Linked DNA regions of Mus musculus: region 1 is linked to region 2. The links are chromatin contacts, called in public Hi-C maps. All regions are on one chromosome and are shown on one strand. The core of a region is the stretch at or near the end of the contact, and the rest is flanking DNA. Distances in the headings are between cores, read along the strand shown. Region 1 overlaps Plcb1 (phospholipase C, beta 1). Region 2 overlaps Plcb1 (phospholipase C, beta 1).

What was found. A called contact is a pair of places that touch in the nucleus more often than the background predicts.
Region 1: a contact with region 2 is called in a Hi-C map of the N1E-115 cell line, with 8 times the contacts expected there. The contact joins two enhancer-like sites. A contact is called at or near these places in 9 of 484 Hi-C or Micro-C datasets (the N1E-115 cell line, cerebral cortex, embryonic fibroblasts and 5 more).

Annotation. Positions count from the first base shown.
Region 1 is chr2:135,437,711-135,443,097 of GRCm38.p6, reverse strand. All of the region lies in intron 31 of Plcb1 (phospholipase C, beta 1), which reads right to left. Among named protein-coding and RNA genes, the nearest start is that of Gm31993, 100 kb to the left of the region's middle. Within about 2 kb of position 3,172, at least 73 of the 459 cell types and tissues checked have an H3K27ac peak or open chromatin away from gene starts, as enhancers often do. A contact at or near this core is called in the N1E-115 cell line, where this site is marked.
Region 2 is chr2:135,360,830-135,366,612 of GRCm38.p6, reverse strand. It overlaps Plcb1 (phospholipase C, beta 1), which reads right to left. Exons shown (of 32, transcript NM_001145830.1): 25 at 4,176-4,229; 26 at 1,626-1,845. Among named protein-coding and RNA genes, the nearest start is that of 4930545L23Rik, 150 kb to the right of the region's middle. Within about 2 kb of position 4,407, at least 2 of the 459 cell types and tissues checked have an H3K27ac peak or open chromatin away from gene starts, as enhancers often do. A contact at or near this core is called in the N1E-115 cell line, where this site is marked.

The sequences.
Region 1 (5,387 bases), core at 1,923-4,422, 78 kb before region 2:
ATCAGCTTCCATATGCTGACACCATTGCATACACTAGCAAGATTTTACTGAAAGGACCCAGATGTAGCTGTCTCTTGTGAGACTATGCCGGGGCCTAGCAAACACAGAAGTGGATGCTCACAGTCAGCTAATGGATGGATCACAGGGCTCCCAATGGAGGAGCTAGAGAAAGTACCCAAGGAGCTAAAGGGAACTTCAACCCTATAGGTGGAACAACATTATGAACTAACCAGTACCCCTGAGCTCTTGACTCTAGCTGCATATGTATCAAAAGATGGCCTAGTCGGCCATCACTGGAAAGAGAGGCCCATTGGACACGCAGACTTTGTGTGCCCCGGTACAGGGGAACGCCAGGGCCAAAGGGGGGGAGTGGGTGGGTAGGGGAGTGGGGGTGGGTGGGTAAGGGGGACTTTTGGTATAGCATTGGAAATGTAAATGAGCTAAATACCTAATAAAAAAAAATGAAAAAAAAAAAAAAAAAAAACAAATAAAACAAAACAAAAGAAAACAAAACCAAGCTGTTGCAAAGAAGGCCATTTTGGAGCCTTGTACAGCCTGCTATAATAGGAAGGAGGGGCTAGGCTATATACACCAACAAGAAGCCCTAAGACCAGATTTTTCTATATCACCAACTCATGAAAAACTGTACATTTCTGACTTTATGCCATTGTTTGAAATGCTATTTGTTATTTAGCTACAACAACTAACAGATGCAGCATCTCCACAGATCACGAGTGTTGTCTGACAAGTCAACATGTCCATTTAATCAGCACCCACATACCAAGAAAGGAAACATCATATCAACAGTGTAATATTGTAATTTGGCCACATTTTGTTGTGTGCCACTGTGGCTTATACATTCTTATTGGTAGACTATATTCAGTTGTATGAACCAGTCACATTTTATCTCAGCCTGGAACAGGTGATAGCCATTGTGCTAGTCCTAGTTTGGGGCTATTGTAACTACTGCAACTCCAAAAGCTCTAGAATGGCTTTGAAGAGTATATGTGCACATTTCAAAGTGAAAATTGTGTAAAGGTTATATATAATATCTATCAGTATACTTTACTATACACTATCATACTTTAGTACAGTACTTCTAATGTTATAGGATGCCATTTGATTCAACTGAAGCAACACACACACACACACACACACACATACATACACACACACACACACACACACACACACACCTTAAAACTCAATATCCCAAACTATATAATGTTATAGAAAGACATGTACATGTGATATAGAAAACCTATGTGAACTTAAAAAGTATAAAAATTGTACAAACAAGATTCAAATTCCTGGTAACCTTGGAAGGTTGAAAGTGGAAAAAGACAGAAAGGAGAAGAAAGGGAGAGGAGAGGAGAGGAGAGGAGAGGAGAGGAGAGGAGAGGAGAGGAGAGGAGAGGAGAGGAGAGGAGAGGAGAGGAGAGGAGGAGAGGAGAGGAGTGGAGAGGAGAAGGGAAGGGAGGGGAGGGGAGGGGAGGGGAGGAGAGGAGAGGAGAGGAGAGGAGAAGGGAGGGGAGGGGAGGGGAGGGGAGGGGAGGAGAGAGGAGAGATTTGTGTTGTAAATTTTTACAGGAAAATAATATATTAGAAATATACTAATAGGATCTTTCATGAGACATCAAGAAGGGAAAGTTGTAAACAAAGAATGTTTTCCAATTCTTAAAATGTAGCATAGGGCTACCTACTACATGCAGTTCAGAGTTAGAACTGGGTGTGGTGGGGCAGGCCTATCACCTGACCTCAGGAGGTAAGGGTGGAGAATGAGAGAGGAGGAAGGAAGGTCACTCTCAATTCCATTGAGAAGTTGAAGTCAGTCTGAGCTACATGTGGGCAGGAGACTGCCACCAAAACAAAACCAAAGAAGCAGAAAAATAGAACTAGTGAATTTTGAAAAGTCACTAGTCCATGTGGCAGATTCTACACTTGCCAGGAATGTGATGCATTGCATTATTTTGCTGGGACCTTGGACATGGAGGTGGTGGTCGTTTGGGGTAGGGTCTATGGCAGCTAAGTCAACTTGACCTTGGAGACTTCCACCTCCAGCTGGTGTCAAGGGAGAACAAAAAATTAGGATGGAAATGCTGGCCTCTTTTTCTTATTTCTACCTCCTTACCAACAACATTGTTCAAAATACAGTCTCAACCCCATTTCTCTGGTAAGGCATCTTAGAACAGGGGTCGGGGGTGAGTGGGAGAGAACCTGTCAACATCTTAACTCCATTTTGTGATATTTGAGCCACTTCTCCATCCATATGCTCACAAACATTAAAGGGAGATTCCTGTATCAATTCTCCATTAGGTCACATCCCTTTTCCTTCAGGTGTTTTTCGCTACCTCCAACAAACTCTAAATGCACTGAGCACACATCATTTCAAATTTTCCCTATCCCTGTTATGTTATTTAAACTTTTCCTACATATCAATTAGTTGGAAATAATAAGTCTTTAGGCTATCCATTAATTGCTGCGCTGTAGACATGATCTGTATTTAAAATTATGCGAGGAAAATTAAGGTGAAGCACGAAGGAGGCTTGTCTAATGGAGAAGGCTTCCTAGCCCTTCAGAGCAGCAAAATGGGAGATACTGGGGCTGAGGTGGGGCTCCCCTCCTGGTTTCCTCTCATCTACTAGTGTGAGATCTGAAAACAGCCTGCCCCAGCTGTAGGCTCCTCTTCTTGCCTTTCAGTTTTTCATTTTGAATACTTACTGTATTTGGTCATGCTGCAGCAGAAGAAAATGATTGTCTGCCAAAGGCTCTTTTCTAGTGGAAATTTATTATAAATAGTTTAAAGGCAACGAGGCTTCATCATGAATTTCCCTCTTCTCCTCCCTCTCCCAAACACAACACATTTCTGGTCTGGAATCTTTCTGTAATCTTGGTTAAGTCTTGGGGAGGCTGGAAGGGGCTGAGCCATGGTAGAGCAGGGAGAGAAAAGAGATGTTACCAAGAGCCACCTCACCCACCAGTACTTTTATTTCAGTAAATGCTGCAGCTTTACTGGAAGATTCCTCGAGGGGAAAAAGTCAGGGAGCCCCTGCAGCTGGCACAGGGCCACTGGAGCTGTGACCATTTTATAAGAGTCTTTGCCTTTCTAATCACCAAGACTCCTGCTGTGCTGAGAAAAGTCCCACCCACTAGATCTATCTGATCTGGTCCCGCACCAGTGAGTGCCAGTGAGGATTGCAGAATGAGGATTAGAAAACCTGGGAAGTGAAAGGGAGAATGGGAAGAGTGTTTGGAAGAGGACCTTTTCCACAACTCACCCTGTCCTGGAAAGTTCAAGTTCAAACGTGTTGATTTTGCATTTGCATGCTCATCCGTTCGTTCGTTCTTGTTTTCTTTTTCTCTCAGGCTTCTTGTTTTGGCCTCCCCATGATTAATCATTTTGACTGTGGATCCTGAAAAGCCTGGCATAGTGGAGTCATTTTTGCCCTCTAGTGGGGAAATAATGTATTGAACTATTTCTCATGCTTTGTACTCCTGGCCAATACATGTTTAGATTCAGTCAGAGAAACAGGCTTTATCTTTCCTCTTCCCTACACTGTTTTTGAAAATCCTTAATAGGCATATGTTTTCATAGTTTCTCAAGTTGGAGTTGCTCTTTGGGTCCTTCCTATCCCGTCTTATTGGAAACGAGGTCTCACTATGTTGGCCAGGCTGATCTTAAACTCTGGATTTGAGAGATCTTTCCTGGTTCAGCATCTCTAGCCTTAGAGTCCTGAGCTACTTCCTGGGGGAGATGTTATCAAGTGTCTACTCACCTCACACAGGACATTGACACACTAGAGGAATGATTCTACCAAAGTCCTGCTTGGTGAGCCAATGAGTTCATGGAGGTTACTCTTTAGGACTGTGCGCAAAGGCCTTTTTTTTTTTTTTTTTTTTTTTTTTTTTTTTTTTTTTACAAGAATGTGCACAGCTCACCTGCTGCACATCACTGAAAACCCCGCACCAGCACGGGTGTCAAGGAAGTGCACTATGGACTAGTCCTTTCAAAACAGTTCATCTACTGTGTACTTTAGCTCTCACCTAAGACCACACAGCTGGTGACAGCAGGAGTTAACAGGTAGAGTTGCAGGCAAGGGTCTTATGGGAGACCTCTACAGCTTTCTCTGCTAGAGAGTATCAACAACTCCACTACCATTACTACAGACATAGCCACCCTGCATTGTTTGGCTTACTTTGTTGCCCTGGCGAGGCTGTACATTCTATACTTCTACTCAATTATGGCTCTTGGTCATATCGGGCAGGGGGAAACCACTCACTAAATAGTGTTTAACCCAGGTTATGACATGTAGACCCACTTATTCTAACTGTAACAAATTAGTGTTGAATGGACTGTTGGATCCCCATCATTGCCTGAATGAAATGTGTGTGTGTGTGTGTATGTGTGTATGTGTGTGTGTGTGTGTGTGTGTGTGTGTGTGTATGTGGTATGTGTGTTTGTTATGTTTGTTTTGTGTGTGTATATGTGTGGTATGTGTGTTTGGTGTATGTGTTTGGTATATGTGTGGTGTATATGGTGTGGTGTGTGTGTGGTGTGGTATAGTATGAGTTCTTGAGAAGTTTTCAAATACATGTTTTTCCTATTATCCTTAGAGGGACTTATTACTGGAGTATTTACATTCAAAATGTAGGTGACCTCCCTGGCTCTCAGCATCCCATCGGTTCTAGGAACTATTATCTTGTAGACTGACACAGTGAAACTTCTGACCACCAGACGATGGAAGTGATAAAAGCTCACTTCTATCATTCCTGGGCTCCCCAGGGCTGGATGGATGCGATTTTCTGTTTACTGTGTTTCTGATACCATTACAGTAGGTAGCCCTGGGGAGGCAGGAATGACTGTTATTATAGTAGAACAGGAACAGTGTGTAGAGAGAAATGAAATCAGAGCTCACACGGTGCTTGCAGATGTCTGATGATTACTGGAACTTTCATGCCTTTGGATGTGAAAGTGCTACTTCTCTCACCCAACTCATCTATCCTAGAAGGGGCACACTGGGGTGCCTGCTCACACATTTCTTATGTGACTAACCCTCTACTGATGACAAGGAAGTGGTAAGAACATATTTCCCAGGACTGCAAACTTAGCCGGAGAACACCAGCATATGGCCAGTTCTGTACTACTTCCTGGGATGGGGTCCTCAAGTCAGACCCAGAGAGATAATGTCACTGAGCATGGCCAGTGTTAGACTCACACTGCATACAGTTAACTGGCTTTCCTTAGCACTGTCTTGGAGGATTGCTTTATTATTGATAAAGAGGAGCTCTTTGTAATAATGAGAATTTCTTTTTTAATTAATTAATTTATTACTCCTATTTTTGAGATAATGTCTCAAGCAGTTCAAGCTGGCTTCAAATCTCTATAT
Region 2 (5,783 bases), core at 3,158-5,657:
GTGGTGACATTTGCATATAATCTCAGCTTTTGGACAACAAGGCAGGCAAATTATGACTTCAAGTCCATCTCAAGTGTGGGGGGGCTGGTGTGCTACTTACTGGCTTTCTCCTTACGATCTACTCAGCAGCCTATTATAGAACCCAGAACCACCAGCCAAGAGGTGGCCCCACCCACAATAGGCTGAGTCCTCTCAAAGCAATCATTGAGAAAATGCCCTTCAGGCTTACCCACAGCCAATCTTATGGAGGCATTTTCTCAACTGAGATTCCCTCATCTCAGATGACTCTAGCTTGTGCCAAGTCATCATAAAACCTAGCTGGCAAACTGAGCTACACATGGTGATGCTCTGTCTCAAAACTCTAGAGAGTGGGTATCAGCTAAGTAGTGAAGGACTTGTCCAGCATGCACAAGTCCCTGGGATCCATCCTTAGCACTGCAATAAAAAAATTTAAAAACACAGGGGATGTTATCTTCTCTGAGGTCATTCTACATCAAAATTTTGTTCTTTTTGATAGTCTTTATGGTTATGCTGTACCACGGTTATATGTGTTGTCCATTTTCCTCGAGTTATCTCGATGTCTTGGGTTTCTGTTACTGTGATAAAACACCGTGACTAAAACTACTTAGGGAGCAAAGCGATTATTTCATCTTATACTTCCATCATTGAAGGAAGTCAGGGCAGGTACCTGGAGGAAGGAACTAATACAGAGGCCATGGAGAAATGTTGCTTATTGACTTGTTCCTCATGGCTTCCTCAGCCTTCTTCCTTATAGACCCTGGGGCCATTAACTCAGCACTACTGACAGTAAAATAGCCTTCCCATGTCAAACATTAATTATGAAAATGCACCAAACACTTCCTGGGGCAGTTTGATGGGTACATTGAGATTTTTCTAGTTTTTATAAGCTGAGATAAAACTAACTAGCAAACGTGACTGCATATTTGCTGTTTAAGGGTAAAATTGTATACAATCATTGAATTATCCACAGGGCACAAGAAACAAAATAATAATATTACTCAATAGCTATGCTAGACTTGCTTCTCTCTGCCACATTCTGAGTGCTTTGAGTATATGAGAGATGTACTGTGAGAGCCCCAGACCCCAGGATATCTGTCAGGCCATTACGGGTTTCAGGCATCAAAAGAAAGTTGAAGCTTCTCCTTCCTCATGGTAAACAGTCTGTTCAACTCGATTCTAGGTACATAAGAACTCCATACCCACACTTTGGCAGCTGCTATGGTGTGTGGGGATGGTGTGGGGTAGGGGTGGGGGCATCAGGGACCCGATATCTGAGCCAAGAGCTAGTGCTCTGGAAGCATAATTGTATATCTACCCCAGAATTTGTTCAAATGAAGAAATCCATACCCAAAGTACTAGCTATGCCAAGACCAGAGAAAGAAGGGTCACAGGAATTCAGCCAGCCAAGACTAGCCTGGAAAGCGGGGAGGGGAGAAGAGAGGGAAGGTAGGAAGGAGGGAACTAAATTTAGCTTATAAGCAACTGTGAACTGAAAATACTCAAGAAGGGCAGGGTGGAGCCTGTGGAGTGACTTTGCTCCCTGTGGCATCACAGCATATAAACCATCAACCCCCCGCCAGGGCAGCATCTCTTTATGGACTCACTTCTTCTTGCTGTCCTTTTTGGCGGACTTCTCCAAGGCTGCCCTCCTTCTCAGGTAGTCATTCTGAATCTCGTTGTACTTGGTCGTGTGCTCCTTAATGAGCTCCGTGGTTTTCTTGTGGTGTCTCTTCACCAGGTCTTTCATTTCTTTGTAGTGTTTCTTTTGAAGTTTCACGAACGATTTCTGTTGCTTGAGCTCTTCGATGGTTTGCGCCTCTACTTCTGCAACAGAGGAGCGTTAGGAGCTGAGTGACAGAGTGGCTGAGAGTCCAGGGGTAGGGACAGTGGCATCCTGTTCAGAGAGGAACAGCTTATTCCTTCCAAGAGTGGCTGAAGAGCACAGCCTAGATGTCAGAACTGTCAGTAAACTGCTCTGGCCACTAGCTAACGACTGTGCTAACAAAACATTGCAGAGAGCGAGTTCCTTCTTTGGGGCTTTAAGTTTGGTTTTCCCAGAAGGAGAGTCTAGAATGGGGATTTGTGTGCCTGTGGCTCCTTGTGAGCTGAGGAGAGGGAAAGTAGATCAGCAGTGGAAACAACCAAGCAAAAGCACGCACATCAATTTCAGTATGACTTCTGAACAATCCTACGAGAACCCAAGGTGTGCATGGCACACCGGGTCTGGTCTCCCCATGAAGGCCAGCTTCTTGTGAATTTGGGATGATCAAAAGAAGATTTCCCTTTATATAGAGGAAAATTCTGCAGAGAAGCAGAGTTAATAACCTAGCCTCACTATGCCCGGGAACAGAACATATCACATCAGAGGAAAATGGAGCAGGCCCCAACTTCATCCTTCTTAGGGATGATGGCATTTCTACTAAAGGCTGGTCTGATGGTTAAATAAAATAAAAATCATGGAAAGTGTTTTGTTGTTTTTGGTACCATGCCTTAGATCAGTGGTTCTCAACCTTCCTAATGATGTGGACCTTTAATTTTTCATGTTGTGGTAATCCCCAACCATAAATTGTTTTTTGCTGCTACTTCATAACTATAATTCTGCTACTGTCATGAATCATAATGTAAATATTTCTAGAAATGGAGGTTTGCTGGAGGAGTCATGACCCACGAGTTGACAGCCACTGCTAAAGCGACTTAGCAAATGATCACACAGGTTCAGCGTCATTCAGGGGATGCACTGACAAGGGACACACCGTAGGTTTCTCCCTACATATCAGGGGATATGACAGTCAGGTGTGCCAAGAAAGTGTCCTTTAATCTAACTTTCACAAAGGCTCCAGCAGGGCTAGGGCCACCTGTATGACTGTAGTGTTTTATCCAATGTTGAGGAAAAAAATGGTCAATGTGACAAAGTCTGATCTTAAATCACTACATAGGCACACTCCATCACTTCTATAATAAGCATTTGTAAAATGAGTTCTCACTTCTGAAGTCAAGATCCCACACTAGCTTCTCTATTGCTTTCTCTAGAATTACAAGAATGGGGTTTTGGGGAGCCTTTCAATGTATGGTGTCTCAACTTCAATGAATTATCATTTATTTGGACCCAGCTAAGTCAGAGTTCACATGTTTCCATTTCTTGATTTGAACTTTCTGTTTTAGGAACAACACCACAAAAGATACCATAAATATTTGGAACTGTCAAGAGGTTCAGAAATAATATATATCAGAAACCATAGCAAACCTGGATAGAAACGGGCTGTGCATAAACAGGGAAGCTGGAATGGTAATTTCTGTTGCTAAACACCAAGGCCTTTAAACAGTGCTTCCTTCTCTTACTGTGTGTCTGTCCTGACAACTACTTTTTCTTCTTATTGAAGGAAGAAGTTGTGGAGAGAACTAGATACATTTATTTAACAGTTTCCCTCAGGTTCAAACTGACTTCAGACAGTTGCGTAATAATGGCTGCATTAAGAATTTATAATCCTGAGAAACTTCTGCATTTTCTGGTAGCCGATTCCACCTCATGAGAACCTAGAACATGAGCCACAAACAGTCTAGAAACAGAACTCCCCGTGCTCCAACCCTCTAAGAAAAAGACAGTCTAACCTGTCTTTGAAAAAGCCTCCGGGTAAAAGACTATCCCTTGGGAATATCCCCAAATGTAAAAAGTAATGCTCATCTGCATAAAGACACATATCACTAATGGGTGAACTGTTCAGAGATAGCCACAGATAGGGTGCGGTGCAGACCCTGTGTGTATACACTTGCAGATTTTTAGATAACATTTCAGTATCTTGTTTTCTTCATCAGCATTGTATTGCTTCCCATGGAAGCCCTTTAAAAACGTGCTTTGTTGCCTTGTAAGTTCTTCATAATTTCTAGGAATGATTTATGTATTTTTGGTGAAATATAGCTGTGTGGATAAAGTTTACATATCCCCAATCTGCAGCCCTGCACATTCTTGCAAAGCTGACACGTTTCAGTCATGGTAAACACCAGGGAAAAGGCAGAGGACTGCCAGGAGCCGTGACATCTTCTGGAAACTGTCCCTGACTAGGTGTAATCCAAGGCCGGGTTTCTTCTCCCCTCTGTACACTTACTGTGCAATGTTCATGTGGCAAATTCCATGAGGAAAAATGGTTTATGCTCACCTGTTAACACGCTCTGGATCAGATCTTCTGTTTTGGCAGGTGCCTTCACAGACCCTGCAACCAAAAAGATCAAAGAGATGGCCTTCTTTATCTTCCAAATTTCTATCTCATTTTCCAAGCATGTTTGTGGATGGAGGTGCAGCCCCGGGGTAGAAGAGCACTTGGCCATCTGGGTTTCATCTCCAGGACTGGGGGGGTCCTGCCCCTGTGCCCCCAAATTCTAAGTCTCTTTAGAGAGATGGCTAAAAAGTTGTAGAAAGTTGTTTACAACATAATTACAGTAAAACCTCTTTAGTTTGTAACTTGGATTCAATGCTATGCTGATGAGTAACTACGGGCATTCTCCATAGATAGGGAGACATCCCTCTACTTGAACCAAAACAAGAAATTCAATCTCAGCAATACTACTGCCACCTTCTGGCAAGATCAGGAATGACATGATTAAAGAGTGAATGCTGACCAAAGACCAATCAACTTCATGATCACTGTGCCAAGTGTGAGGTGTAACAGGTATTACACACCCTCAAAATGCTTCTACACAGAGGAGTGGGAAGCAAAACTTTCAGAGGGAAGCCATTTTGACCTAGGGTTGGGACATGGCAACATTACCTGTCCCCACCAAGATGCATTAAGAAGGGCACAGCATCAAAACAGAAGCCCAGATTAATGACAAGAAAACATTGAGGCAGCTCAAAGGAAGCAAGGGACATTTTGAAAAATAATAAAATATCAGGGGTATGAGAAACAAGAGAGAGTTGGGAGCTGTTACAGAAGGAAGGTGATCGTGGAGACATGATGAGCAAGTGCTCTCACTGTGGGACCCTGGGTGCAAATCTAGGACAATCAATAGACCCTGGTGCAAGGCAGGCCAAGCTTACAGAAGACTAACTTGTTTTGAAAGCTTACTGTGTTCTTGCTGACTTTAGCGGGAAAGGAGAGTTTGCATCACAGAGTCTGTAATATTTTTAACTGTTTCCTGTAAGCCAAATTATTTTTTGAGTATCACTTAAAAATCAAGATGTTAAAATGGCAAATTCTCTTTTATTCCCAGAAGCAATAAGCTCAGTTCAGAAGCCCTGAAAGTGTTTGCATGTGGTAGATAATAATCATTTGGAAATGCCGTGTCCTGTTATGGTTCACTCTCTCCTATTATTGATTTCATAGGAGTAGAGGATCAGTGAATGCATGGTTGATACAAATGAAGAAGGATTTGTATTTATAAAACATATTCTCTGAAAAAGCAGCCTTGCCCATCAGTGAGAAGATCTGTATTTCACCAATTCCATGTTCCACTATGACAGAGAAGAAAACGGGCACAGAGTCACACTCTCATGTTTTATGTTATCCCCCTCCTGTTTTATTAACTGACTCAACTAGATGGCTCAAATGCATGCCACTTCTTGGAAGTGAGTGATTACAGAGGATGCATGAAGCTCAACTTGCTCTCAGGATGGCTTCTGTCTGTTAAGAGAAACACAAAAACACACACACACACACACACACACACACACACACACACCATTACTACCACCATCACCACACCACTCACACATACACATATATACACACCACACATTACACATACAAGCACACACACACACATATACA